Regions from separate parts of the Mus musculus genome. Here regions 1, 2, 4, 5, 6 and 7 are each linked to region 3. Evidence: chromatin contacts called from public Hi-C and promoter capture Hi-C data. All regions are on one chromosome and are shown on one strand. Each heading gives the region's core, a stretch centred on a gene start, on an enhancer-like site or on the middle of the called end of the contact. The rest is flanking DNA. Distances are from core to core; before and after follow the strand shown.

The links. Promoter capture Hi-C pulls out the DNA fragments that hold promoters and counts their contacts. Hi-C and Micro-C count contacts between places; a contact is called where the count stands out from the background. Capture Hi-C pulls out chosen DNA fragments and counts their contacts.
Region 1: a Hi-C map of LSK cells shows a contact between it and region 3, with 6 times the contacts expected there. The contact joins the promoter of Greb1 here to the promoter of Ywhaq in region 3. A contact is called at or near these places in 1 of 39 promoter capture datasets (cranial neural crest) and 1 of 484 Hi-C or Micro-C datasets (LSK cells).
Region 2: a contact with region 3 is called in a promoter capture Hi-C map of frontonasal cranial neural crest. The contact joins the promoter of Nol10 here to the promoter of Ywhaq in region 3. A contact is called at or near these places in 5 of 39 promoter capture datasets (the HPC-7 cell line, cranial neural crest, frontonasal cranial neural crest and 2 more).
Region 4: a promoter capture Hi-C map of liver shows a contact between it and region 3. The contact joins the promoter of Hpcal1 here to the promoter of Ywhaq in region 3. A contact is called at or near these places in 5 of 39 promoter capture datasets (the HPC-7 cell line, cranial neural crest, frontonasal cranial neural crest and 2 more), 1 of 484 Hi-C or Micro-C datasets (LSK cells) and 1 of 9 other capture datasets (liver).
Region 5: a promoter capture Hi-C map of second pharyngeal arch cranial neural crest shows a contact between it and region 3. The contact joins the promoter of Pdia6 here to the promoter of Ywhaq in region 3. A contact is called at or near these places in 5 of 39 promoter capture datasets (the HPC-7 cell line, cranial neural crest, maxillary cranial neural crest and 2 more) and 1 of 484 Hi-C or Micro-C datasets (LSK cells).
Region 6: a contact with region 3 is called in a promoter capture Hi-C map of pre-B cells. The contact joins the promoter of Klf11 here to the promoter of Ywhaq in region 3. A contact is called at or near these places in 3 of 39 promoter capture datasets (cranial neural crest, pre-B cells and second pharyngeal arch cranial neural crest).
Region 7: a promoter capture Hi-C map of second pharyngeal arch cranial neural crest shows a contact between it and region 3. The contact joins the promoter of Lpin1 here to the promoter of Ywhaq in region 3. A contact is called at or near these places in 2 of 39 promoter capture datasets (cranial neural crest and second pharyngeal arch cranial neural crest).

What each region holds. Positions count from the first base shown.
Region 1 is chr12:16,799,004-16,802,657 of GRCm38.p6, forward strand. Greb1 (gene regulated by estrogen in breast cancer protein) reads right to left here and starts at 1,883. Exons shown (of 35, transcript NM_015764.4): 1 at 1,644-1,883.
Region 2 is chr12:17,346,564-17,350,494 of GRCm38.p6, forward strand. It overlaps Nol10 (nucleolar protein 10), which reads left to right and starts at 1,930. Exons shown (of 21, transcript NM_001008421.1): 1 at 1,930-2,056. The coding sequence starts at 1,991. It overlaps Gm46336 (a long non-coding RNA gene), which reads right to left and starts at 1,839. Exons shown (of 2, transcript XR_001780553.2): 1 at 1,719-1,839.
Region 3 is chr12:21,415,614-21,419,564 of GRCm38.p6, forward strand. Ywhaq (tyrosine 3-monooxygenase/tryptophan 5-monooxygenase activation protein theta) reads right to left here and starts at 1,823. Exons shown (of 5, transcript NM_011739.3): 1 at 1,185-1,823. The coding sequence starts at 1,478. It overlaps Gm4419 (predicted gene 4419), which reads left to right and starts at 2,269. Exons shown (of 4, transcript NR_166748.1): 1 at 2,269-2,469; 2 at 2,603-2,677; 3 at 3,017-3,221.
Region 4 is chr12:17,688,929-17,692,928 of GRCm38.p6, forward strand. Hpcal1 (hippocalcin-like 1) reads left to right here and starts at 1,881. Exons shown (of 5, transcript NM_001361645.1): 1 at 1,881-2,118.
Region 5 is chr12:17,264,753-17,268,759 of GRCm38.p6, forward strand. It overlaps Pdia6 (protein disulfide isomerase associated 6), which reads left to right and starts at 1,837. Exons shown (of 13, transcript NM_027959.4): 1 at 1,837-1,899. The coding sequence starts at 1,881.
Region 6 is chr12:24,649,348-24,653,122 of GRCm38.p6, forward strand. It overlaps Klf11 (Kruppel-like factor 11), which reads left to right and starts at 2,024. Exons shown (of 4, transcript NM_178357.3): 1 at 2,024-2,219. The coding sequence starts at 2,178.
Region 7 is chr12:16,587,449-16,591,543 of GRCm38.p6, forward strand. Lpin1 (lipin 1) reads right to left here and starts at 2,322. Exons shown (of 21, transcript NM_015763.4): 1 at 2,270-2,322.

The DNA.
Region 1 (3,654 bases), core at 633-3,132, 4.6 Mb before region 3:
AAGCTGGGAGAATGTGAGGCTTCTCAAAGCAAGCAGGGGGCATCAATAAGTAGCCTTGCTGTCAACCCCTGGTCCAGGTGGTTCAGATTATCACATCTGGGCAGGGGACAGGGGGCTTGGTCTCACCTTTGTCACACTCTCCTTTCTTCCCCTCTGGGTTTTCTGACCTGTTATTGGCTCTGCTTGGAAGTTCTCTGCTGAGAATCTGTAAGTAAACTGAAGCCCCAGAGTGGATACAGTAAAAGGAAACTTCTAACTTCAAGTGAAACAGTAGGACGCAAGGTCGCGGAGGCTCAGTGAGTGGTTTCCTGAGCCAAGGGGCAATCAATGCTGTATTAAGCACAGAAAGCTTAGCTGAGCTTGAAGATTACAACATCTGATTAAAATTATTAAACAAGAGTACAGCTACAAAGCCACACAAAGGATAATTTCAAATTGTCTACCAGTCTAAGACTACAACTGCTGTCCCCATGTTTAAAACATTTTAAGCCACAAACCGCTTTAGTCACCTTCAATAACAAGAAGGGCCAAGGTGGAATGCCAATTTCAAACCAAAATGACTTCTAACTCCGTGAAGAATACTCTTATCAGAATGAGGAAGAACGGATATCCCGAAGCAAATGTTGCGGGATAACCAAAAGTCACAGATCCTACTGTAAACTTTAAATGAGCCAAAGTTCAGCGTGGGAGGTTGGGGGGGGGCGTAAAGAAACTAAGAAAACCGAGATGGACTCTAAATTAAAACTCCCAGCAACATCAGCCCACCAAGCAATGCAAACTCAGACCTGCACACGTCTTTTTGAGACTAAGTTCAGAATCATCTTGTGTGACGCCCATTGTTAAAGGCAAAAGATTGTCCTTGATGGGACTAAATGGGTGTTTATTTGGTTAAATTTACACATTCATGGTTTTAAAGGGCTAATAAAACAGCATTTCAAGCCCTGGGGCAACACTTGACTCTATAATAAAAGTTGATTCAAGAAAAACTTCAGTCTATAAAATAGGTAATTTCTTTTGGTTGCTCCTCAGGACCAAGGATTAAATGAGGTTTGACAGCAAATGGCCCAGTGTCTCTCTGCATGGAGTGTCTCCTGGCCTTCCTCCACAACCCTAACCCTGATCACTGGTGGGCTGGCGGACGCGTGTGTGTGTGTGTGTGTGTGTGTGTGTGTGTGTGTGCGCGCGCACACACACACACACACACACACACACACACACTTTCTTGGACTTCAGCCAGTAGCCTTTGTTTGTGGCTCCCAACGGAGATCCAATAACCAAACTCAACCAATGATCACCACAGCCACCAGCCTTTCACAGGCTGGCCACTCTGGGAAGAAGTCCCATTTCTCCCTTGTCCCACGTGCTGCAGAAGACGCGGCTGCCACCACCCCCGGGGGGCAGCGGGCGGCAAACAGCCTCCCCAAAACGGAGCCGCGGTGTACACAACCTGGAGCAGTGCTGTCTTTTTCCTAAAGTTCTTACCTACGCAGCCGAAGCCTTCACCATGTGCCAGGAGCGCTCTGGCTCGTTCTGGCTGTGGCTCTAGATGGCTCTCTCACTCACTCACACACACGCGCACACACTGACATGGACACCTCCCACACCCCTTGGCGCAAGACCCCCAGCCCTGCGGCCACCCTCACCTCGCGCCCTTTGTCCTCATCCGGCGTCCTCGGAGCCCGCGCTACCGGAGCCGGCGCTGCGCAAAGCCCGGAGCCGCGGAGCCTGAGAGTCCGCCCGTCCGGGTCTTGCGGGCCACCGTGATTGGGGGGCGGGGGGGGGGGGCGGCAAGGGGAGACCTGAGCTGGGACTGCTGCTCCGGCTCCGGCTCCGTCCAGGTGTAGGCACAGGAGATTGGCTTGCCCCGTCCCGTCCCCGCTGCAGGCACCCACCGCCTCGCTGGGTTCTCACGGGGTTCCCGGTTTGGGAGGGGTCCGCGCGGAAGTCGGAAGCCTCCGGGGACAGAGGTCATTTGTTGCTTGGCCACAAATGCCCGAAGAGGAGGTGGGGTTGGGAGGACGAACCAGTGAGCAAGACCCCCCCCCCCTCCCAGATGTCTCCACCCGGCGCAGGGCGTGTCTGTGGACCGCAGGACAATACCCCTGCAGTTCAAGCCGACAGAGGTAGGGGACTTAGGCCCCCAACAGTGGAGATTGATGAACGCCCTACAATAAGGAAGTTGCCTAACATCAGCAGAGGAAGAGCCTGGAACCCCTAATACTAGCGGGTGGAGCCAGAACTTTCCCTGATGCGAGAGTGGGTCAGAAGGATGAGCACTGGAGGGAAGGAGCAAACCTGCACTTGCCGGTGCAAACCTTTCTGGCCCCTGTAACACAGAGGTGGCTGCGAGCAGCCAGCAGAGAAAGTGGGGGAAATTGAGGGAGCCAGACCACAGAAGGAACCCATGGTCATCAAAGCTTCCTCCTCCTCCTCCTCCTCCTCCTCCTCCTTCTTCCTCCTCCTCCTCCTCCTCCTCCTCCTCCTGCTCCTCCCTCTTCTGGAAATCCCTGTGTGTTTAGAACTTGCCAGAGACATCCCGAGCACCTTGTACCCTCCTGCCATTCAAGAACCCCAGCCATGCTAGCGAGATGCTAAGTGGGTACAGGAGCTTGCAGCCAAAAACTGAACCCCTGTGTTGGATCCTAGTTACTCACTTGAGGAAAGGTAAGAAGCAACTGCTGCAAGCTGTCCTCTGTTCCCCAAACTGCAACACACATCGAATAATAATAACAACAACAACAACAGCAGAGCGCTTGAGCCAGCCTCACAGCCAAAGGTCCTAGAAAAACAGGGAGCCTGTCTGACTAGGAGCAGGAGACAATAGGAGAATAAGCATCAATCTCCCACAAAATGGGCAGGTTGAGGAATGCTCTCCTATCCCCACTTTCCTAATGGCAGGGGCATCAACTTCCTATTCTAATTAGGAACTATTCCAAGCACAGTCGAGACTAGGAACAGTTAACATGATGAGCCCCGTGCCTAAGACCTAGCCAAGCCTAACTGACTGCAGATGTTTGTGTAATGAAATTATTCAAGAAGTAGTCCTGTCGATAGACTGATTGCCTAGGATGGGGTGAGTTCCCCAGCCATACATAAATATAAGTCAAGCTTGGTGGCCCATGCCTGTAAAGTCAGCTCTCCAGGAAATGAGACCTGGAGGATCAGAAGTCACTGTTGGCTACATCAAATTTGAGGCTAGCCTGTGCTAAGTAAAACAACAGCTCAAGAAAACAAAACAAACAACAAAAACCCCATACAGTTGGAGTCCTCAGCCAGCCATGTAGGCTGCAGCTCTTTCCTCTCAATCTATACTGTACCAGAAGGTAGGTATGTATGTACTTACTGCTGGAAGGTAGACGGTGCTTATCAGCATTGCAGCTCTCCCTGTGGGATCACACTGTTCTATTTTGTAACCTGGACCCTGTGTTCTGTTTTGCTCATGAAAATGTTTGCAAGATTCCCTTGATCTTACAGGCAGAGCCAGTTCCTTCATGAGAACTGCTGACTAATATTCCTTGTCAGTTTCTGTTCTGTTGATAGAAGAGTATGAACTAGTCTGAAGTCAACATTCTCCAGTTACAGAGTAACTGTTGCATGGATAGTTACCAACATATTTACTTCATGGTTTGTGTTAGAAACCTCTGTTGTTTTTAA
Region 2 (3,931 bases), core at 680-3,179, 4.1 Mb before region 3:
AGAGAAAAAAACCCAAATCTGTTATTAATGACATTCATACAGAACAGAAAAATGAGCAATATATTTAACAGGTGAGTCTTGGTAAACAGGTAGAACTTGGGTATAAGGGCATGGGAGGTATTCTGAAGTCCAGCACAGCAAACCTTCAGATATGACACCAAATGCTCAAACATCTAGGTGCTACAGGAGACAGTACTGAGCTGAAACAAAATGGCCTAGGATCTTTAACCACATTAGAAACAGAACACATCAACAAACTGTCCAATGTTCTTGCTTTGATTTTTCTTTTAAAATGTTTATGTATTTATTTATTTGTCTATGGACATGAACATGCCACTGAGGGTATATGGAGGCTGGAGAATAATTGGCAGAAGTCTGTTCTCTACTTCTGTCATGTGGGTTCCAAGGACTCAGGTCATCAAGCATGGTGGCAAGCACCTTTACCTACTGAGCCTTCTGCCCAGGGTGGCCTTGAATTCACTATATAGGTATTATCTTCAACACCTCATCCTTTTGCCTTCTCTGAAGTGCTGAGACTGGATGCACACACCACCATGCCCAGCCTTTTTCATTCTTCCCTTTTTTAATACTACAGAGATGCCAAGGTTTAGATCTTCAATATGGGAACCAGAGGCAGAAACGGGCTACTCTACAGATTTAGCCAAGGTGACTATGAAGACAGCATTGAGCTAATAAAAAGTGCATGGTGGAACAGTGAATTAAGGAAGCTGGTTTTAGAAGTAGGCAGTCATGGTGCTGGCAGGCAATTGTGGTGATAAATAGATCACAACTAAGGTCTGGAGGCCAGAGAATTTTCTAGTTTTGAAGACACAAAATAACTTTTGATTGAGTTGAGATATTACACGCTAAGTTTTGGGATTCTAACCTCTTTATACATTTATTTATTTATTTATTTTTGTTGAGACTGTAATCCAGGCCTTGGTAATTCTCCAGTCTCAGTCTTTTAGACACTAGAATTTTAGGTGGGGGTCACTGTGCCTCGCTTGGGAATTGGCAATTCCTCAGTCTAATTTGGAATACGAGCACAAGAAGGTACTGTTTCAATCACCTAAGTCAAAAATTCTTGAGCACATCTATGGGTGATCCCAGAGGAAAGATCAGTCGTCCCAGAAAGGAGTGAAGCAGCTGTTTGAACTTTAAGGGGCTGACAGGGACCTGCAACTCAGCACAAGGTGGTCTGAGTGGTGTCTACATGGCACCATCTTAAGACCTGGGAGTCCGGGGACTGTGCCAACACTACTTGATAGAGAAACAGCACAGAAAAGTTCTGTAGCAGATCGCTCTGCTCAGAAAGAAAAGGCTTCCACCAGAGTACAAGCCTTTGCAAAGCCAGCAGGAACTAGTGAGCCATGGCCCAGGGGCAAATGAAGATGAAAGCACCCGACCGTAGTTGCCGAGAGGGCTTGAGTGGACCCTGACTATGAGAGCGTAAGTGCCTATCAAAGAGTCGACTGGAGCCAGGGTTTGATAGTGGTTTCACATGACTTTGGAGAAAGCATTACTTAACCATTCTCTCTTTCCCAGACTCGTCTTTTCATAATGTGTTTGGAAGAGGATATAGAGAAAGACTGGCGAGGGTCCTCTGCTGTTAGAAAGTCATCCCAAGGCCTCTGATGTGGACAACAGAACTTCCTAAAAATGGTAAGTGGTTATAACTGTCACATTCTAGTCTCAAACGATATCAGGTTCAAACTCACTTCCCCATCTCATGCTTTCTCGTACGATTTTTCTTTTCATTTTCGCTTTTTCCAACCCCAGAGCACATCTCCCCGGACCCGCTCTTGCCGCCTCTAGTGCCTCCGCCCTGGGGCAGCCTAGTGAGCGCGCACTTCCGGAGCCAGGAAGTGCGTCATCAGCTCGCGCCAGTTCCCGCACGTTGTGCCGGTTCGCCTCGGGTTTGGATGCTAGGGTATTCGGGTGGGCCGGCGTTCTGTGACTGCGTGCCGGGCTCCGGCTGCTCCGCGCTGCGATGCAGGTCTCCAGCCTCAACGAAGTGAAGATTTACAGCCTCAGCTGCGGCAAGTCTCTTCCCGAGGTGAGTTCTCGCCCCCTCGCCATCGCCCTGGGAGCGTGTATCTCTAACTTACCATCGGCTGACCGTGGTGGCTGGTTTTATGTCAACTTGACACAAGCTAGAGTTAACTGGAAGGAGGGAATCTCAATTGAGAAAATGCCCCCATAAGATCTAGCTGTAGGACACTTTCTTAATGATTGATGGGGAAGAGCTCAGCCCTTGGTGGTGCCGTTCCTGGGCTATGGCTCTGGGTTCTATAAGAAAGCAGGCCCAGCAAGCCAGTAAACAGTACTGCTCCATGGCTTTTGCATAAACACCTGCCTCCAGGTTCTTGCCCTGTTTGAGTTTCTTCAGTGATGGACCGTGATGTAGAAGTGTGGCTGAAATAAACTCTTTTCTCCCCAAGATGCGTTTGGTCATGGTATTTTATCACACTATAAAAACCCTAAGACAAGACCGTTGTTTTGCCTGCATTGGGTTCACGTGTAAGAACGTGCTAACTGTTTAGAAACTACTCTCACGTGCTTTAATTAAAAACCTTATTGCCTGAAAACAGTCAGAGCAATACAGTCACAGACTGCAGAGAGGAGGACTGTGGCTCACCCTTAGTCTGTTTAAAGTCTCATCCTGTTCCAAATGCAGACTGCCTTGGTGTATACTTAGGGTCTAGGGAGGTGAGTTCACATGTTTAGAGATTATTTTGCCATAACTAGTAAGAATAGTACATTGACTTTTCCCTTTTAGAAAGGATTTTTTTTTCTATTGGGGGCATTTAACCTCAAATTTATTGACGTTTTAAGCTGGACAAGTCTTGTTGCTAGTGTTGTTTGCCAGCATCCCTGGTCCATACCTACAAGATCCAATTGTGATGACAGACTAAAATGTAAAGACTTGCCATAAGCCATCTGGGAAGCAAAATTGTCCCGGTAGAGACCCAGCCACTCAGTGTCACGATAACTGACTAGTGCTTTGGTTGCTGTTCATTCAACTGTTGCCTGTAGAAGAAAATCAGCTTCCAGTGAATGTGCTGGTAAAAACCACTTCTTATCCAGGGTCGTCTATTAGGCCAGTCATAGGTCTGTTTCTATTCTTTGTAAGAAATACATTTGGCTGGCAAAGAGACACGTTTATAATCCCAGTGCTTAGGGCGCTGAGACAGGACATTTGTGAGCTTGTGTTCAGCCTGGGCGACAGAGCTTACATTGTGTGACTCTATCTTAACACAGGAATATGCACACACATTGGGTGCACTCACTCCATATAGAAATTAAAACCCATCATTTCAAGAGTTTGCATTATCTTAGCTTAGATGGATTAATTTTATGCTTTTATAATTCTTTGTAAAACAGATGCTTTAAAATTGTTTAGTATATGTAAATATATTTTTTAGAAAGTCCAGAATATGAGGGCTGGAGAGATGGCTCAGCACTTAGATTACTGACTACTCTTCCAGAGGTCCTGAGTTCAATTCCTAGCAAACACATGGTGGCTCGCAACGGTCTCTGATATGATCTGATGCTTCTGGTGTGTCTGAAGACAACAACAATGTACTCACATATATAAAATAAATTAGTCTTAAAAAAAAGCTGGGAAGTGGTTAAGAGCACTTTCTCTTCTTCCAGAGATCCTGAGTTCAATTCCCAGCAACCACATGGTGGGTGGAAATACTTTATTCTGGGATCTGATGCCCTCTTCTGGTATGCAGGCATACATGCAGACAGAGCACTTACATACATTAAAAAAAAAAAAAAAAAGTGAAAATCCAGAATATATGTTATCATGGAGTTAAGATTATAGAATAGTCCTACTTTTCATTTTATTATTTCCTGTAAGCATACATTTTCTCAAATGAACATTATTTTGCATGTGGAAGATAATTTAGGTGTGTTTTAAAGT
Region 3 (3,951 bases), core at 573-3,072:
TTAAGATCACATAGATGTTAACAGAACAAAATGGCATCTTTACAAAACAGAGTTTTCTGCACTTCACTACCAACTGATTGCTTCTGACCCCTAACATCTGTATCTATCAGCCATGATTTTGCTCAGATAATCTCTTTTGTTTTAGTAAAACAGGTAGGTTTTACACAACAGGGAAAAATGTTCTAGGTTCCATTGATTCGATGTGATAAAGAAATGAAGGCTAGAAGGGAAAGCCCCTTTTTCCCTTCTCTTATGAAACCCTGCATAAAAGACACCTAAAAAGATCCAGGGCAAGCCTATCAGCTACCAGCTGCCTCATATAAAGGTGGCATGTGAAGAGCAAACCCAGCAGCTACTTCATCATCAGTCTATAACTACCTATCAATGTGAACAGGAGTCACAGTTTGCAGCATTAATATCTGACACTCTATGGCATGCTATTTAAATTTTAGAAACTTGCTTTATTGAATAAGAGATCTGGGCAATGAATGACTCAAGATTTAAAAGTGCCCCCTCTAATAAGGGTGAATCATAGCAGTTAACATCCCGGTTGGGACTGGATAGTGCAAAACCTGGAAAGCCTTCCTTGCCCATCCACACCAGAAATGCTTTCATTTCCATACACCGGACTAAAGTGAGGCAACAAATAGAAAACAAACAAACAAACACTATTAAATAGTGAAATTTGACCAGGGCATGGTATTCTTCAAATTATCTGTATCCTTTTCATCCAGTGAACTCATCCACCCACCCACCCCCACACCTCTTTAGCAAGGAAAGGCTCAACATATTCTTACATGAAAAATAAAACATGTCTAGATTTTTCACTCCTAAATCTTGGGGGGCTGGGGAAATTCTAGCATCTCTATGGTAAAAGTCCCCATGCCTTCTACGACATGAAAGAACTTACAGATCTCAGGACCACTCTCCTGGCACAAGGTTAAATAGGTCTTTTTCAGTCTTGTGCAAGCCTACGCGGCTACTCCCCCCAAGTTTTTGTACCCCAGAGCTTGGGAAAAAAAGAGTTACCCACCCCCGAGAAAGCTCTGAAACAGGTAAGAAGGAAGCCTGGGGCTCAAATCACAAACTCTCTATCCCACAGGTTTCTCCCCATCGGGAACACCACACAAAAGGGGTGTCGCTCCCGCCGCCCTACTCCCTCACTAATGCCGGCGCCAACTCACCAGGACCGTGGTGCAGATGGACCTCAGCTCCGACTCCACTTTCTCCCGATAGTCCTTGATCAGCTGCAACTTCTTGTCAGAGGTGTCGGTCTTCTGCTCAATGCTCGAGATGACCCTCCAGGCGGACCTGCGGCCCCCTACCACGTTTTTGTAGGCCACCGACAGCAGGTTGCGCTCCTCGTTGGACAGCTCGGCGCCCTGCTCCGTCACGGCTTTCATGCAGGTGGCCATGTCGTCGTAGCGCTCGGCCTGCTCGGCCAGCTTGGCCTTCTGGATCAGCTCGGTCTTCTCCATGGCGAGCGAGGGCGAGCGCCGAGCCGGATCCGGAGTCCTCCTGAGAGCCGCGAGGGGCGGGGCGGGGCGGCGCCGGCGAGGACAAAAAGGAGCGAGGAGAGAGCGCGTCAGACAATGCAGCCGGACGCCCGCTTTGTCTCAGCGCACGAGGCGGCGCGTCCTCCGGCCTCTCACGGGGCCGCCGCCTTCCGCCCGCGCCCTCCGGCCCGCCCGCCGCGCCTCCCCAAGGCCGGAGCGCGGGCCCCACCCGGCCCAAGATGGAAGCGGCCGTTGGTGCCGCACCTTCCCGTCCCAGCCCGAACCTCAGGCGCGCGGTAGCCTAGCAGATATGAGGACCGTGCTCCGCCAACCCGGCCTCGGTACCTCGCGGCGGCTGTTGCAGCCGCAGTCCCAGAGCTGTGTCCGCACTCACCTTCTAGTCTCCGCAGCCGCGACGCGAGTCCCACCACTTTGATCTGCTTTGGGCTTTAGCCGAGGACCCTCCCGTCTCAGCCTAGCACGGAGCCGACGAGCTCGCCACCGACCAATAGAACGCTGCACCTCCCCAAGGAGTCCCGCCTCTAGCTTCTCCTCTGTCCAATGAGGGGCGAGCGCGCGGAAGGGGGCCCAGGGGGCGGGGCGGGAAGCGAAGCGGAGGCTCCGAGGGTGGGTCGGCTCGGGTAGGTTCGGTTGGCCCGCAGGCTGCGGCTTCGGCCACGGGGTTTCCTCCAATTAGATCCAGGGTGAATGGACGTCACTGTTGCCATGGCGATGCTTTTCCAACTCCCCTCATCCTCCCCGCCAGCCCGGCACTCCTGGGTGCGGCACGGGACCGGAGGTGCTTTCGACCTCCGAGGCTGCGACCGCGTGTCCTGTAGCAGCAACCACTGCAGATGGGGCGTTGCAGCTCTCGAGCTGCTGCGGCTGCAGCTGGACTTGGCAGGGGTGAGATAATTAGCCCTTTTGATGCACAAGCGCCTTCCTTTCTTCTACCTTCCTGTTCTTGACAAAGGTTTGTATCCCCAAGACATTAAAATGCAACCCTTACAATTTTCCTGTTTCGGCTACAAATTAGAAATATCCTGATCCCCATTAAAAAAGGATTCGTTCCCAGAGAAAGTGGCTTAATTCAAGTTTTCACACAGGCACCCGAAAGCCAGCAATTCCCTTATGGAAAGGTAGATTCAGGAGATCTGGGCAGGACTGCGTGGCAGCGTCAGGTAAGCATTTCTTTAAAACGGGGAAATGACATTAAGCACGATTTGAACAAACACAGCTGTGACTACCCGATCCCCGGAAGCATATTTCTTAAACATTTCTTTACTACTTTTCCACATTAATGTCTAAGTACACCCTGCCCCGAACACACACACCTTTGTACTCTGTAAAGCATGTATGCATGCTTTTGTTTTTTGTGTGTGATGGGTTTTTTTTCTCCTGATATATTTGTGAAGATCTCATGTTTTTCTCTGCACAATAAACACCCTTCTGAAATGAGAGCATTTGCCCCAGATGCCATGTATTCAGGGTCACAGCTAACATTTTTCTCCTTTAAATAGGCTCCCTTATTTCCTAGCCCTCAATCCAATTCCTAGTGAGGTGGCTGTCCTACCGGACTCAAAGAATGAAACTGCCACCTGGGCTCTGAAGAGATGCCAGTTCCAGTAGTTCCTCAAGGGTTCAAAGAACTTCAGTGACTGCCACAGGCAAAGTGGATTCAAATGCTAAACGGAACCAAGCAGACCGAAGACTGCAGAAAGGAAGGTCTGACACTGAGCACAGATGGGGGGGGGGGGGGGAAGAGACGAAGCTTCCAGAAATTCAGATCTCCTCCCAGCTGCCCCTCCCTACCCAACTTGTAAAGGTTGCTTTGTGCTTTGACCAGGAGAGGCCTGGTTGGAAAGTGACTCTACTCTGTCTTAATACAGAAACGCCTTACTATGCTCCAGTGCAGCGGCGGACGGCCCGGTGTTATTTCTGGAATCCCCAAGGCCAGGCTGCAAGACACACGAGCGTTTATGTTCCTGTGGGTTGGGGTGGAGCTGGACACACAGAAATCCCAACGGATAAAATGCCTTCTGTATAAGCAGTGGATTTCAAGATTCCCTAAATTAGAGCAGCAAACCCAGCCCATAGAGAGGAGACGCCCATGGAGGTGATGAGAGAGGAGACATATGAAGGGAAATTGTCAAAAAGGTTGTTTCTGAGTGAGGCCTACCCAAAAGAGGCACGTGCCAAATATTTACCACAAACAAGCTCATATGATCATGTGAAATCAAAAACTGACACATTATGAAATTGTAATATCTGAGGGACTCCATAGAATCTGCTTGTGTCTGAAAAAAAAATTCTTGGTACTTCAAGTCCCAGAACACAGAAAAGCTGACATTTAGAGTGGCTTTATTTGTTATTATTTTATTTATTTATTTATTTATTTATTTTAAAAGATTTATTTATTTATTATATGTAAGTACACTGTAGCTGTCTTCAGACA
Region 4 (4,000 bases), core at 631-3,130, 3.7 Mb before region 3:
GCTATTACTTAATTTAAATTTATATTTATGTGCTTACCCTGTGTGTATGTGTGTGTGCGCGCACGTGTGTGTGTGTGTGTGTGTGTGTGTATGTGTGTGTGTGTGTTCAGGCATCCAATAAAGCCATAACTCCCTGAGCCCCTTACAACCAAGTAGGTTCATATGACTAATTCTGGACCAAGAATGTGGGCAGAGATGACTCAGACTACTTCCAGGCCCAGCTCCTAAAAGACCTTCCTGAGGTACCATTTCTGCTATCTTAGTTTTGTTTGTTTGTTGTTGTTGTTGTTTAAATGAATGCTGAGAGCCAGTAGTGACCTGCAAAGACCTTAGGTTCTGCTGAGGTCACTAGATAGAAGCCAGAGGGTTTCTGGGTGTCTGAGTGAGGCCTCCCTCTTTTGTGTTGAATGAGAACAAATAGGAGACCACAGAACAAAGCAACCCGCCCTAGCTAACAGGATATCTGAAGGCTTCTGCCTCAGCCATCCACTTTCTGGGAACCTCCTACCTGTAACCCTAGATACCTGTGTGGTGCTGTGCTACAGAAAGGGGCAGACTGACCTCCCGTGGGGTCTTTACTGAGAAGGAAGCGATCATGGCCAGAGAGACCCAAAGGTTAGCCCTCGAAATCAGTCAGGTGGTGCGCTGTTAACTCTCACAGCTGTCATTCCCTTGAGCCCTCTGGGTTTAGTTTTGCCTTTCTGCACCAGAGGCAGGGAGGAGTGGAGAAGGCCCCAGAGCTCCACCTCCGAGCTGCTCTACTACAGGTACCCCTGGCAGCCTCCTGAATAGTAGGAGTTCACTCACATGTTTTTGTGGAGGAGGATTTGAAGGAGGGATTTGAGTTTTTCCCTAGAGACGCCAGAGAGACAGTTTCATCTCTGCACAACAGGCTCGCCCAGCTCCTCATATAAGCTGTTTCTGTGGTTACCTGTCTTCTGGGATATTTGCAGTGGGTGGGCATGGCAGGTGCGATCTGCCAGAGTATGCTGGGAGTCTGAAGGAAGCACCACTGGGACCCACAAGGCCAGATGTCCCTATTATGGGAGATGTCAACCAAGCCCCCGCCTCCTCACCAGGAAACTGAAACCACACTGAATGTCAGGGAGGCAAAGACCCCAAGAAGGATTCTGGATCTCCTCGTTGTCCAGTTTATTGGTGAGGAAACCGAGGCTGAGGGAATCCAAGGGTTTTCTTGGCAAGATGGCTGGATGAGTTAGCAGAAGTAATTACAGCTGGAACGTAGGTCTTCCACCTCCAGGCCAAGCTCTTCTCTTAAACCACGCGCAGGAAAGTGGGTGACAGATGCACACGGGACTGATGTGGAGAGGGAGGAGATCCTTGCAGGCATCCCAGATGGTCCTGGGGAGCCTAGGGCAACTCAAGCCTCTTTTCCACTTCCCTGGCCATTGGGACTGTACTTCCTTCCAAGTACGGCGGGGGCGGGGGCGGGGGCGGGGTGGGTGGGTGCTGGCGTAAGGCCGGCCCTTTTGGGCACCGCCTCTCGGCCTCTCCCCACCCGCAGGCCAGAGGCCAAGGGTTAGGGAGGTGGGGCCAGTGCTCGGCCCCTCCCCTGCTCTCCTTCCCCTTCCACCCCCCCAGAGTCTCCCCGTCCCGAGTCCCAGTGGCCTTAACACCCATCGTATCCTCTGCTGCGCTGAGAATCTGCGAGTGATCAGGGAGCTATATGGACCAGAGTGGGCGCACCGAGGGTCCAGCAGCGGGTGTGGCAAAGGGCGGGGGCGTGACCAGGCTGCGGCTGAGGCGGGGCTAAGACTGGGGGCGTGGTCGAAGCAGGAGGCGGGTCCGTTGGAAACTTGAGTGCCCGCCCTTGCGATGCGCCCCGCCCCGGCCTCCGCCTCCGGGTCCCGCCTTCTCTTCCCTTCCTTCCCGGGCTGGCGGCGGCTGCGGGTGGTGGACCTGCAGAGCGGCCGTCGCCCACACCTCGCTCTCTCCTGGGCCGGCGGATCCTTTTGTCTCTCCGAGCGGCGAAGGTCGCAGAGCAGGCGCGGCGGCTGCGGGAGCGCAAACGCCCGCTCTCTCGGTCACCTCCCCAGCCTCGGCCACCGCAGAACTTGGGCTCGAGAAGCCAGCGGACCGCGTCCAGCTCCAGAGCCGGTAGGAAAGGGGAAACTGCGGGACTGCGGGGTTGCATGGAGGGAGCGTGTGTGACCCGCTCGCTGCGACCCGGCTGTGAGTGAACGGGTGTGTGTGCGCCGGTACTGATGGTGCCTGTTTCTCTGCGTAGTGGGCTTGCAGCTGACCGCGGACGGTGGCGTGGCTCTAGAATGGCGTGTCCTCGTGGGGATCGTTGCGCTCGATGGGATGTGCACTTTTCAGACTACGTTTGTGGAATTGTGTGTCAGGGCACAGTTGCCGGTGGGGATGGGGACTAGTGCTGGCGGGGTCGAGGGGGGAGCCGCTGTGCGCAGAGTGGGGGTGGCGGGGTGGGCGTGGGCGGTCTGCCCGGGCAAGCTGAGCCCCCGGTTGGTGTCGCTCCGCGCAGTGCGTAGCTCAGGAACCTGAGGGTACGACTAGAATCCGATGGGCAAAGTGCCTGCCTGGTGGCAGCGGGCGTTGACACCCCTCACGGGGTGGGGTGGGGGCGGCAGGTCCACAAGGTTCACTTGGATAATTGTGAGCTTTGATGAGGGATGGGGACCCGCTTGGCTGTGTTCAGCTCTGGGACAGTGGGAAAGACCAACCCAGCCCTGGCCTCGCCGTGACCCGCCCTGAGACCTGAGCCTGACTGAGATGGGCCACCTTTTTGAGTCGCAGTTGGCGTCTGTATCAAGTGAGGGCGGCCCCTCAGGGGCTATCTTGACAGTGTGAGAACGTACTACACGTAGTTCTTGACCCAGAGTCTTGCGCACAGTAGGTGCTCTTCATTGGATTCTCATCTCTTTAAATCTTTTTCTGCCTTTATTGAGGATGACGCTCTCATTTCCTCCTATACGGTGGTTTGTGCCTCCTTCCTTGATCTAACTTCACAGCGAAAGCTTGGAGAGATTGAGAAAGTTTAGGCGGCTGGGTGCGTTGCCTTCTCTCCGCACCTTACTGGCTGCTTGACACGGCCTTCGGGTGTGCGGGGAGCTCGCAGCGTAGGGCGCTAGCCCGGAAGGCTCCTGCGCCCCGGCAGCGTTCCGGAAGGCTGCGACTACAGACTCGCGAGCCCTTTTGTTCAACAAGTGCTTGGAGGATGTCGATCTGGAATTAGAGTTGCGTTGAGAAAGTGGCCGGCTCTGTAGACTGGCAGTCTGGGGTTTCAGGAACCTTTCTTCCCGGCCTGGTCATTCAGGAAGCCACCCTCTATTCTAACCACTAACAAGTCCACCCAGAAGAGGGTGTTCGCCAGGACTCCAAATCCTGTTAGACACCCTCCACCCCCACCCCCAAGCCCCGCCTGCCTTGACTCCCATGCAGTCAGCCTGATACAGGAGGATGAGGTCCGGGTGGCACCCTCCTTCCAATTCCACCCCTTCATTTAAGAAAACAAATGTATTTAGTATTGAAACCTGGTAAAACTGCACTATCCTGAATATGCATACTGATCTTGGCAGTTCAGCCTACCCCATTTCAGTATTTGCACTGCGCCAGGCAGAGGGGCGGGCATGGGGCTGCGTCAGGGACCTGCCAGATCCCTTGATTATTTCCCCTCCCTACCTTGTTGTTCTCAGGATCCTTCCCTGTTTAAAAACAGCTTTTAAGCCAGGCTCTCGAAATGGGGCACTGGTGGGAATGCTTGCCACCTGCCTTTGTATGGGATATGTTCCAGAGTCCTGCATGCTCTGTGGTGCTCCCTACTTATTCTCTGTAAGAAGCTGGAAGGTTTAGCAGGTGTTGTGACATTGGAGCAGAAACCTCCGGTTTGGGTCCTTTGATTTGTCTCCTGAGTCCTGAGGTCTTTGAGATGATGGCCATCCAGGGATGTCATAAGCTGATTTTTAAATCCTGATGTCAGGGACTCACTTGGAAAACCACCTGTTCTCAGTCTTATCAA
Region 5 (4,007 bases), core at 587-3,086, 4.2 Mb before region 3:
GGATCTCACTGGAATTCCATTTTCTACAGCTGCATATTTCAGGGGGAAACACAGAAAGCTGAGGAAAGCCTCAGAAAAACAAGTAGCATTTCACCTCAGGGCCTTCCAGGAGAACACACCGCCCAACTATGTCTCTCTGCAGACCTCACACACCTCTGCTCTGACTCCACACATAGCTCTGTGATCACTGGCACCTTCCTGCAAAGGTGGAGCTAACCAAGGTTCCAGAGGGACTTCCTGTCCCAAAATAAGCAGTGTGCCTGCTGTGGACAGGAAAGCTTGCCAATGGCTTACAAGAGTCAGCCTTGTGGTTCTGGTGCTCCTTGGAGCCTCATTTGCCTGCCAGTCTCTCCAAAGGCACTCCTAGGGCTCCACCTTCCAACAGGGCACCACTTCTCCTGGAGCCCTTTGCCCAAGAGAGCTCTGGCCAGGGTCAGCGTTGTTTTGTCATTCAGTAAAAAGAAGCTATTATTGTTGTTAAAATTTTTATTAGCATTTAAAAAATTTAGACAGGATCTCATGTAGTCCAGGCTGGCCACAAACTGACTGTGTCGCCAAAGCTGGCCTTGAACCCCTAATTCTCTTGCTTCCTTTTCTTTAGCGCTGGCACTACAGGTGTGTTACTGTCTTAGTTGGGGTTACTGTAGCTGTGATGAAACACCATGACCAAAGCAACTTGGGGAGGAAAGGGTTTGGTTTATCCTTCCATGTTGATTATTCAAGAAAGTCAGGGCAGGAAGGCAAACAGGATGGGAACCCGGAGGCAGGAGCTGAAGTAGAGGCCACGGAGAGATGTGGCTTACTGACGCGCTGCTCAGGACTTACCCTCAACCTGCTTTCTTATAGAACCTAGGACCGCAAGTCCGGGGACCGCACCACTCACAATGGGCTGGGCCCTTTCAATCACTAATTGAGAAAATGTCCTACTGTTGGATCTTATAGAAGCTTTTTTTTTTGTTGTTTTTGAGGTTTCCTCTAGCTTGAGTCAAGTTGCCATAAAACTAGCCACCATAGTCACCATGCTGTGTTTCTGTGGTGCTAGGGATCCTAGCCAGGGCTTCACGCATGTTACTCAAGCACACCAACAGAAAGGCATCCCCTGCCATTATTTTTCTATTGTGTCTCACTCTGTTAGCCTTAAACACCTTTGTAAATATTGCAAAGCAATACATTTTAGCCCTCACCCCCAGAGCCAAGAACGATAAACCCCGCAGTTTATACTCTGAGGGTCTAGGGGCACATGAGTGAACAAGGCTTTGCAATCAATTTAACAAAATAAAGTTTGGAATGATACTATATACAGAATAAGTTTGGCAAATGGTTTTCACTGAATGCTGAGTCCGCGAACAAAAGAATAAATAAGGTCCCAAACACACTGAAGTCTTAGGACTATTCTCCCGACATAAAGGGACAGTTCAAGGAATGAGAGCTGGAAGGGGCCACGAGAGAGGCAAAGAGGAAAAAGAATGAAAGCCAGGAAGAAATGAGGACCCCTTAGTCCTGGGTTTTTTGTTTTGTTTCAGTTAACTCAGAAAAAAATTAGGGGAACAAGGGGTACCCCGCAGGAACAGGGCCGGAGGTCCCCTGACCCCGCCCCTTCATTCCCCGCCCATCCTCGCCCTGCCCCGCCCCGCTCCGCTACTCCGCTCGCCCCCACCCCCGAGGAAAAAAAAACAAACCGGTAACCTCTACCCGGCCGCTTTCAATTGGCCACGCACATGAGCGAAGTCCACAGAGACCAATGAAAGGCGGCCACGGCGTGGCGAGCCCTTCCGGCCCGCCTCCGCGCGCCGGCGCACCGCCCGCTAGAAGCCGAGGGCGGGACGTGGGCGCGGCAGAGCCGAGGCAGCGGCGGCACGGACAGAATGCGGGTGATCGGCATGGCTCGCCTGGTGCTCGGTAAGCGCGGGCCTGTGGTGGGAAGCCGGTCGGAGGCAGCCTGAAGGGCCGGGGCCGCGAAGCAGGGCCGAGTGGAGGGACGAGTTGCCGGGCCTGCCTGGGGACTTCGCGGCGAGCTGGGTGGGAGAGGCCAGGTCGGGCCCACTACGGGAGGCCCCGGGGAGTCGGAGACTTGCAGCCTCTGCTCCCCACGAGTGCGGTCCGCCTCCGGTCCAGCTCAGCCTTCACTTTTATAGGCAGATAGCAGAGGCCTGTCCCGAAGGTGTCTTAGAAGTGGGCAGTGCCCACTGACCAAGGCCTCACAACTCCTGAGCACTTAAAATGCCTTTGGTCGTCCACCCAGGTGTCCGGGAATGATGTTTAGCGACTCGTGGGCGAATCTGAGGGGCCCTCATCTCCCGGCTGTCCTTGTAAATGGGCCTATAGTTTTTGACATTAGTTAACTCAGCTGATCCTGGCTAGAAAGTAGGAGAGGGAGGTGGATCCCTACACCACTTCTCCCTCCATTTACTAGTTGAGACCCGGAGCATATTTTCTCACTGCTCTGCCAGCTTTTTTCAACCGTGTTCGCCCCATGAGCTATAGTACATATTTAAAGAGAGTAAGCAAGAAAAATACTACTTTCTGGGTTACTGTAGAGAGCAGATGAGAGGGAAAGATTTAATCTTTGGTTTTCCAGTGAGTGCCTGTGAAAAAGTGATTCTATCAATTAACTCATTATTTTAATAAGGTAGTCAGCCTTTTTTTTGGCTACCCTGCTGCCAGCGGCTGCCAGGCAGAAATGTTACTGGTGTGAATTTATAACACCCTTAACTGCTACAGAGATTGAATGGGAAGCCACAGATGGCAAAACCATCTGCACGCATAGATTGTGGACCCTGGGAGTTCTTTTTTTCCCGGTGGTGCTCATTATCACTGTGTAGAGTGGCCATGTGAATTTTAGAAGCAGGATTTGATGGGTCAGCATTGACCTATTCAGCCATAGTAAACCACCACCACCACCCCGGGTGGGGGTGGGGCTGTTGCTTGGAGAGCAAGTGCAAGGAACAGTGTATTTGATTCTTCCTAACCCTGTTAGATCATCTTAGAGCCATCAGTTGGTAGGCTGAGGCAGAACTGGGTGGTTCCACTTCTCTTGGCCATTAGGGCATCAGGGGAGCAACATGTTCTCTGCAGGCTCCCACAGGGATGGAGGCTCCATGCCTCAGGAAGGCATTCCTCTTCCATGGCTGATATAGTAAGACTTCTGTCTTTACACTTTGCCTAGTTCCTTGAGAGCTTCTCTTAACAGATGGCTACCCTATCAAAGGTCTAAGACCTAAGCACCTTAAAAGTTAGGGTGGCCATCAGTCAGAAGTCGATTATAACAAGGTTACATGGGAGATGATTGGTAGTCCGTAATGACTTTACCTTCCAAGTGTCTATAACTAGACTTTTTTTTCTACCTTTCAATTTTCACAAGACTCAGTGTATCAAACAAATATGAATTCATGACAATTTCTTTTTTTTTTCTTTTTTTTTCGAGACAGGGTTTCTCTGTGTAGCCCTGGCTGTCCTGGAACTCACTCTGTAGACCAGGCTGGCCTCGAACTCAGACATCCTCCTGCCTCTGCCTCCCAAGGGCTGGGATTAAAGGCGTGCGCCACCACTGCCCAACTTCATGACAGTTTCATAAACAAGATAAACTTACTAGGCATAGTAGCATGTGTCTTTAATCCCAACACTCTGGAGGCAAGCACTACTATTCCTTTCAGCGAGCATTACCATCCAATAGAAATACAATGCAAACTGTGTGTAATATCCTAAGTTTTCTAGGAGCCACAAATAAAAAGGCATAGCAGAACAGCTAACAGTGTTTTGAACTAAGTTTACATAACAACTGCATTTACGGTGGCAAGCCCACTGGATTATATCCCCCTAATGATGAGCTAGCTGTCCCTGTTTGTAGCTTTGACCTGGTGGTGAGATAGTCTCCGTGTGTGCTTCTTAGTGCACATCCTATCTTTAAGCCACACTCATGGGTTAACATCATGATTCCAGCATATAACCAGTGAGAGAATATTAATAGAAATTTGTTTCTGTTTTTCTTCAAGTCTTTGGAACCAATA
Region 6 (3,775 bases), core at 774-3,273, 3.2 Mb after region 3:
ACATGGTTTCTCTGTGTAGTCCTGGCTATCCTGGAACTCACTCTGTACACCCACCAGGCTGGCCTCAAACTCAGAAATTCGCCTGCCTCTGCCTCCCAAGTGCTGGGATTAAAGGTATGAGCCACCACCGCCCAGTTCTGGTGTAATTTCTTAGGAGCCACCCACCCTGGTTCTGTCGGATTTGTTTAAGACAGAGTGTCTCATTGGGATTGGGTGTAGGGACCTTGACTTGGCCAGGCTGACTGAACAGTGAAGCCCAGTGTTTTCTGCCTGTCTGGACTTCCCCAGTGCTGGGATTACAGGTGTGTACCACCATGCCTAGCTTTTTATGTCGGTTCTAGGGGTGGACCTCGGGTCTTCTTGACGCAAGCTCTTTACCAACTGAGCCACACACCTCCACTTCCTATGTAAAAAGTCCATTCTGCTCAGAGCTCTGCAATCCAGGAAGGCTAATTCTGCTCACCCTCTGACATGTGTGTGTGTGTGTGTGTGTGTGTGTGTGTGTGTGTATGTGTGTGTGTATATGTGTGTGTGTATGTGTGAAGGGGGTCTTCCTGCTGGATTATGACACAAGAGTGTCACGTGGTCAGGTAGAGTGAGCAAACTAGCTGGTCTCTCTAATTTTAAGACCCCATAACCCTTCCTTAATCCCAATCACCCTCCAAAGGCTCCCTCTCCAAATACTATTAACATATTACTCTGGAGATTATTCTCCAACACATACGCCATAAAACCACGTGTGGAGAGAACAGGAGACAGTAGGGACGTTGGATGGGGCGGAGGCATTATAGGTAAGGGTGAACACGGGGAGTCAGAAATTCAGTGTGGGAATGAAGCAAAAACAATTTAAACAGGCCCAAGTAGAAGACTAACTCCATGTGTGTTAAATGCCCCAGTAGTTAGACATGTGAATTCACCTTTAAACACTCCTACTGTTACTTTCAACAAACTCCCTTTCTTTGGTTCACTTAATTCCATTGTCAAGCCAGTGTGAAACTGAGGAATCAGGGTTGCAACTATAACCCTTAGGCCTTACCAGCTTAAGGACAGGGCTCTCTGCCTGCCTGCCTCTCTGCCTGCTCACCTGTCTGATAAAAATAGGCAGCATAATGTCCAGCTCCTGTCTGCTCATATCAGCAATGATTCTCCCAGACCTCCACTAGTTTCAAGGCTCTGCAGTGAGGCATCAGGGGGTTAGTAGAGGGGTGCCCTATTGCTGCACTGTAGGTTGGAGGTGGGCACGACATACTGCATGCATTGACCTCTGCTCTCCAAGACTTGTGATGAGTGTACATGAATAACCGCACCTAAAGGCCCAAGGGGAAAAAACGGATACTCAGGATTTGGGTCAGGTCTCACGTAGGCCTGAGGACACCCCAAGTGGGTGTCCTTTGTATGGCCACTGGGGAGGATGCGCAGGCTTCATTAGGTACATGTCGAGTGGCTGACTACACGGCTGTAGTTCTTTTGTAGCAGAAGGCAGATTAGAGTAGGAAGAGCATTTGATCTGGCGCCATGCAGGAAAAAGCGGATGTCGTCCCTAAACCCAAGCAGCTTTCAAGCCTCTTCCTGGGCAGAGATGCGGTCCTAAGAGCCAACGACAGCTTAAAAGAAATTAGAGACAGGGTGAGGCCGTCCCTGTGGGTCCCGCCTACCAGATCCGTCCACGGCGTGGGGCCAGCGCGCGACCTCTGCGAGCAGCCCCTGCGGCAGAAGAGGACCTTACTGCGGTCGACTGCCGCCGCGCCGCCGCCGGGACCTTTCCCCTACTTTCCAGGCCTCACGCCCCGCCTCTAGCCCGGACCAAAACACGTGCCGCCGCCCGCCCCGCCGGATCACGCCGCAGCCAGGCTCCGATCACGCGCCCCCCCGCGGCGCCCATTGGCCCGCTTCTTGCCGGCCTGGCGCTGATTGGCTGGCGGCAGAGGCCATGCCCCCAGCAGGGAGCGGTGTATTTTGGTTTGCCCGCGCGCCCCGCCCAGGGCCGCTCCCTCCGTGGCGCCCCGCCCCTCCCGCGCCTCCCGGGCCGCGCGGAGGCAGAGCCGCGCGGCAAGGAAGGCGGAGGTGCGCGCCGGGAACAGACGCTCGGGACACCGCCGCCCGCCGCACACGTGCAGCCTCCGCCGCACGCAGGGCTCCTGCCTCGCAGCATTGCTGCCTGCAGGCCATACGGCACCATGCACTCGCCGGGCTCCACCGGCCCCGGCGACGGGCGCGCGGTAAGTGACGGGGCTGAGCGCGGGACGAGACGGGGGACGCGGGAGGGATGGCGACTTCTCGCTGCGGTGGGGGCTGCGGATTTGCTCTGGTCCGGACAGGGACCCGGAGGCTCGGCCGGGTCAGGGTGGGGAGGGGGGTGTGTTAGCGCGGCAGCCTGCCTTCAGCTTTGTCTCTGGTCCGCTGCGGCCCCGCCCGGCGCGGCTATTTCCAGCCATGACGTCACCCGAATCCAGAGGAGGACCGCTGTTGGATGTGGGCGCGGCTGGCGGGAACTTGGGGGCGGAGTCAAAGCTGGGGCGCAGCATGGGGGCGTGGCCAAAGCTAGGGCGTGGGCAAGCGTGCTTGGAGGAGATATTGGGGGAACTAGATGGGACCAAGGCGAAGGACATGGTGAAAGCACCTGGTAGTAGTGTAAGAGGGCGGAACCGAAGCTAGAGAGCTTGGTGAGAACCTCTGGTAGGACTGTGGGGCGGGGCCGATGTAAGAGTGCATAGTGAGAGTTTATCTAGGGGCGGGGCAAAGGCTAAGCCGAAGGGAGGGAGTGTGGTGAGAGCATCTGGTAGGAGTGCAGTGGGAGGGGCTGTGGGTGGAGCCAAAGTAAAGGTATCTCAGGAGGGTGTGGCCAGAGTGCCTGGATGGGGTTACGACGGAATGAGGAGCAAGGCAATAGTGTGTCTTGATAGGCGAGTGTGCAAGAGTGTGGTTCGAAGAGGTGTGTCAGCCAAGCTTAATGGGCTGGTAAGGGTAGAGCTGGGCGAAGGGTGGAGTCTAAGTGAGAAGGGGTGTGGTAAAATGGGACTTTGCAGGCTTGGGCCCAGGGACTGAGTGAAGTCATGGCAGGGACCTCTGTCAGAAGGTGTAGGGTGTGGAGCAACAGAACCTGATAGAAATGTAGGGGGCCAGAGAAGTGGTGCGGAGCAGGTTCCTGGTGAGAACACAGTATTACATGGACTCAAGGGAACCTACGTTCGCATTCTTTCCTAGTATGGGGCTGGACATTGATTCCACTTGAAGGCTCATAATCAAAATACCCTTCCAGGAGGTTGTCTGGCCCCTATGGTCATATCTTTGCCTGTTCAGTGAAGGGGAATCTGGACAGACAGGAAGTTTTGAAGCTCAGAAAATATGTATGGAAATATGTGTCTGTAGGCTTAAGTTTCTCTTTTGGACAGGCTAGGTTCCAGTCCCTTCCTCCCCACTCCTGCATGTAAAGGTGACATGGTATACAGGAGGAGACACCTTTCCTGGACTATGGTTGAGCTTTCTCATGCTGTTCCTCTCACCTGACCTCCTCCCTAGTTCTCATAACAAGTGATTTAATGTTTCTGAGTCTGCTGAGGAAGCAGGCAGTCACGGAGGACTGTGCTAGCATGGAACCTAGGTCCAGCCACTGGGAAATTAAGCTTGGGGTAGTGTTTCCTTTCTTAGGGACACCACTCTGGTCCTGCGCTAGATGATCTCACCCACCAGCTAACTGGCTGCTTGGTTTCATCTGCTGCTTTGCCTGTTTCCCTTTCCTACAACACCTTCCTGCTAGCCATTCTGGTGTTTACCT
Region 7 (4,095 bases), core at 1,072-3,571, 4.8 Mb before region 3:
TACATTGCTGTACTTCCCTGCAATCCTGCCTCGGTCGTTAGCAATGGTCACATATCCCCTGCGTTTCCAAGAGAATTGTGGCTCCATTCTGAGCCTGTAGGGTGGGTGATTCAAACAGCACCCACCACCCAGAGGTACTGGGAAGGAGCCTACGAATGGTCTTTCCTCAGTCTACATCCCAGGGAAAGCCTGGGTACTGACCCAACGGTAACAAGCAGCTCCAAAAAATACCGTACTAAGTCTCCTGTAGCAGAGTACTTCATGTGTGTTTAAAGTATGAAGGCTGTACCTACACACACACACACACACACACACACACACACACACACACACACACACACACACATGCAGAGCAGGGGACAGACACTACTGAATCAGATAAATACTGAGATATTGCAAGGATATATTCATGTTTCACAATAAACATAGTTTGAGGCAGGCAGAGTATGGTGGCACACACCCGTGATTCTAGCACCAAGAAGGCTGAGGCAGGATGACCTTGAGTTCCAGACTAGTCTGGGCAAGACAGTCAGGTCAAGAGGACAGCTCCAAGTTCACGTACAAAGACGTCCAAGTGCAGCCAATTCACCCACCAGCCTGCACCACTCCCTTCTGTTTGATTTTCAAAAGGCTCCAGAAACCAAGAACACCAACCCCATACCTAGCTATTCTGAAACAAGATACCTGTGCCCCTAAGCATTCCCACCCGCGTGCTTTTCAAATCAATTTATACCTTTATTGGTCCCTTACAGACCCTGAACCTAAGAGAGAAAAGACACACAAAAAAATGGATTCACAATCTAAGGTGGGGAAAGGGTGTGCCAAGTTATGGACCAGGGGCTAGCCTTGGGTAGCCAGGACCAGCCTAGCCCTATAAAGGGACCTCAGTGGTACCCTGGGCTGCCCCATCAGGGTGTAACAATCCGAAGTTGTAACAACCTGGAGCCTCTCGGTTCATCAGTCTAGTAAACAAAGGGTGGCCTTTCCCTCACTCTAGATAGGGAGGCTCCCAAGTGATGTCTCTGGCCCATGGATTTCCAGCTATCAGTAGTCAGTTGTCTTGCCATCTCCTGACCTTTCCCTCTCTTTAGCCTGAAGCACTGAGAGCAATAGATAAGCAAAGACCCACCCCAGCCTCCCCAGCAGACAGCACCCCACACAGAACAGCAACCAAGGATCCTATCTCCTTCATCTGAACCCCAACTTATCACCCAGGCAACAAGACTGGGCATGTTGTCCCTTTCAATAAAGTGACAAGCATCATAAGAACATTGCTGACTGCCACCTAAAAAGGGTAGAAATCACGTGAGGTGGGACAGCCACCAAGACAAAACCAAGCTCAGCCCCAGGCTTCCCAATCCAACCACCAGGCCCTACACAAGCAGGAATAAGGGCCAAAACACACACCCACACACAAAACCCGTGACAGCAGAAGCGCGCTGTCGGCAAACAGGAAGCTTTGTCAACACAGGGAATCAACACAGTGGGATCTTTCAGCCTTTCTGGGAACACTAGAAAGTCCCCTTAGTGGTGCAGATATTAGTCCTTAACTGCTTTCATTCATAAAACGTATTTTATGGAACAAAGGATAGATAGTATATGTGTGAATCCCCATGGGCCGCTATCCTCTCCTCCTAGAACCGTTACAGTCTTCCCCACAACTTCACTACCCAGTTGGAAGCTTTTTCCCACACGCCCCAGCCCAGCCCAGACCATTGCTTTCCTTCTTGCCTCCTGCCAAGGAGGGTGGGCGTCTGGAGCAACTACTGGCCACACAAATTATCAGCCAGCCACCTTGACTCTGTCCCCTTAATATGACTTAATATTAATACTTAATATGACTTCCAAAGCATTGCTTTCCCTCCCATATTCCCCCCGGCCTTTCCCAGATAAAAGTGCCTGCAGCTACTAAGGGAGCCACAGGCCCAGTGCCCACCAGACTGCAAAGCTGCAGAGAGGCCTGCTGCGAGCTTGATTATCTAAGAATCCCGGTTCCCAGTTCGCTGCCACCCAGCGGAGGCGTGCCCTTGGGCACGAAGGTCAACCTACCAGCCTAGACTCAGTTTCCTTGGCTGCAAAGCCTGAATCCTAAACCCTTTGGGATACGTCTCATCCGGGTCTCGGACCGCCACGGGGTCCCTGCAAGCTTCGACACCCCACGGGAAGGCCTGTGTCACAACACGGCCCACATCGCCTCCCTGCGGGGCCCCACGTCTCAGTAATGGGCTTTGGGGCGCAAGCTGGGCCCCGGGTCCCCATTGCTACTCACCAAGAGGATTCACGAGCAGGCGCGCACGCGTGTGGCTGCCTTTGTATGCAAACAGCGGGCCGGAGCGGCTGTCAGCTAAAGCACGGCAAGGGGCGGGGCCTGAAAGGAGGCGGAGTCTCCGGGGCGACGCCAGGGGACTCTGGAGGAGCGTGCTGCTGGGATGCTTTCAGAGCCCACAGACCCCCCCCCCACCCCACCCCACCTCCCACCTCCCTCTCATATCCCCGCCTCCCCCTTCCCATCCCATCCCTCCCCAGACTGGACTGTCTGCCTTGGCGTTCCAGGGAGTAGGCAGCCAAAGTCTTCTAATTCCACAGCCTGACCCTGTTTTGACCTTATGTCAGTTTACAATTAGTTCTTCCCCTGATGTGCCTGTCACAAGCTAGGGATCAATTCCTAATCTTAGCACTCCCACATCCTGCCTCCCTCCTGGCTAACATTCACCACCAGTCAGCAGAGCCAGGAAGGAATAAATAATAACAGACAATGCCAGGTCTGGGGGTGGAATGGCTCAAGTCAGACCAAGTCACTCTTAAGTGTCACGAGACTACTAGGAGACAAGGACTCCTATATCCCGGGCTTGCCTCAAGCTTTCTATGGGTTCCTGGATGACCCTGCACTTCGGATCTGCCTATCTTACCTCCCAAGTGTTGAGGTTACAGGCAATCCTACCCCCACCATGCCTACTTTATGCGAGCCGGGAATGGACCCCAGAGCTTCACATCCGCTAACTGAGCTACATCCAGGTAATAAATATCAAATTATATATACAACAACCCTCCGAAGAGTCAGTGCTTTCTGGGGGACAGAAGAGCAAAGACCTTGAGGAAGACTGCTGGAGAACATATACCTGGGGTCTCGTAGACCAACAGAGAGAGCCCAAGTATAATGTACCTGTCACCGGAAACTATATGCAGAAATATGAGTCAGAAATGGATGCCAGCCACAAGCAACCCAGGAGAGGGAGGTCAGAATGATGACGGGTGCGTCCCACCTTGAGAAAAACTAGTTCGTGGGGAGGTCCAGGGAGGAGTGGCTTGTGTACCCCAAACTGGTCCTAAAATCTACGAATCTAAAGGTGACCACGAACTTCCAATCCCTCTGCTTTCCGGTTTCTGGAATTACAGGTCCCCACCCCCACCCCCACACTGGGTTTCCGAGGCACTGGAGATCCCTCTCAAGGGATTCTGCCCACCAAGCAAGCTAGGACCCCAGTCCAAGACCAGGCCACCGAAGACCTGCAAGGGAACTGAGCCAGGCTGGGCTGCCTCCACCCCAGTGCTCAGGAGATCAGCACAGGCAGGGTGACTCTGAGCATAAAGACAGAGGTGGAAGCGCTCCAGCTGCACTTGGGGCAACACAAGTAGCCACAAGGGTTGTCTCCGCTGCCCACAAAGTCCTGGGGTTCTGGACCCCAGAATGAAGGCACCCTGCCCCACCTCCATCATCTCCTCCATCCTCCACACCCCCACCCCAAGGCCTTCCAGAAAGCATGTCTTACAGTCTTACATTCTGTCATCTAAATAAGGTCATTTTTATTATTATTATTTTCCAGATTTGAAGCAGGTGGAGGAGAATCTGAACACATAAAGTCCAGCCCAAAGCCCTTACCCCACAAATGAACCTGGGGTCTGGAACCCGCACACACAACCGCAAACGCACCCAGACAGCTCTGAGTAGCAAAGATAGGACCAGCTTTGCCTGCTGCCTATAAGAAGATCCCACAAACAGGTCACTTATCTCAGAAACATTCACTAGGTCACAGGAGATGGTCGCACTATACAAAAATTGGAGTCTCTGAAGCCCAGGTGTTCTAACCCGGCAAA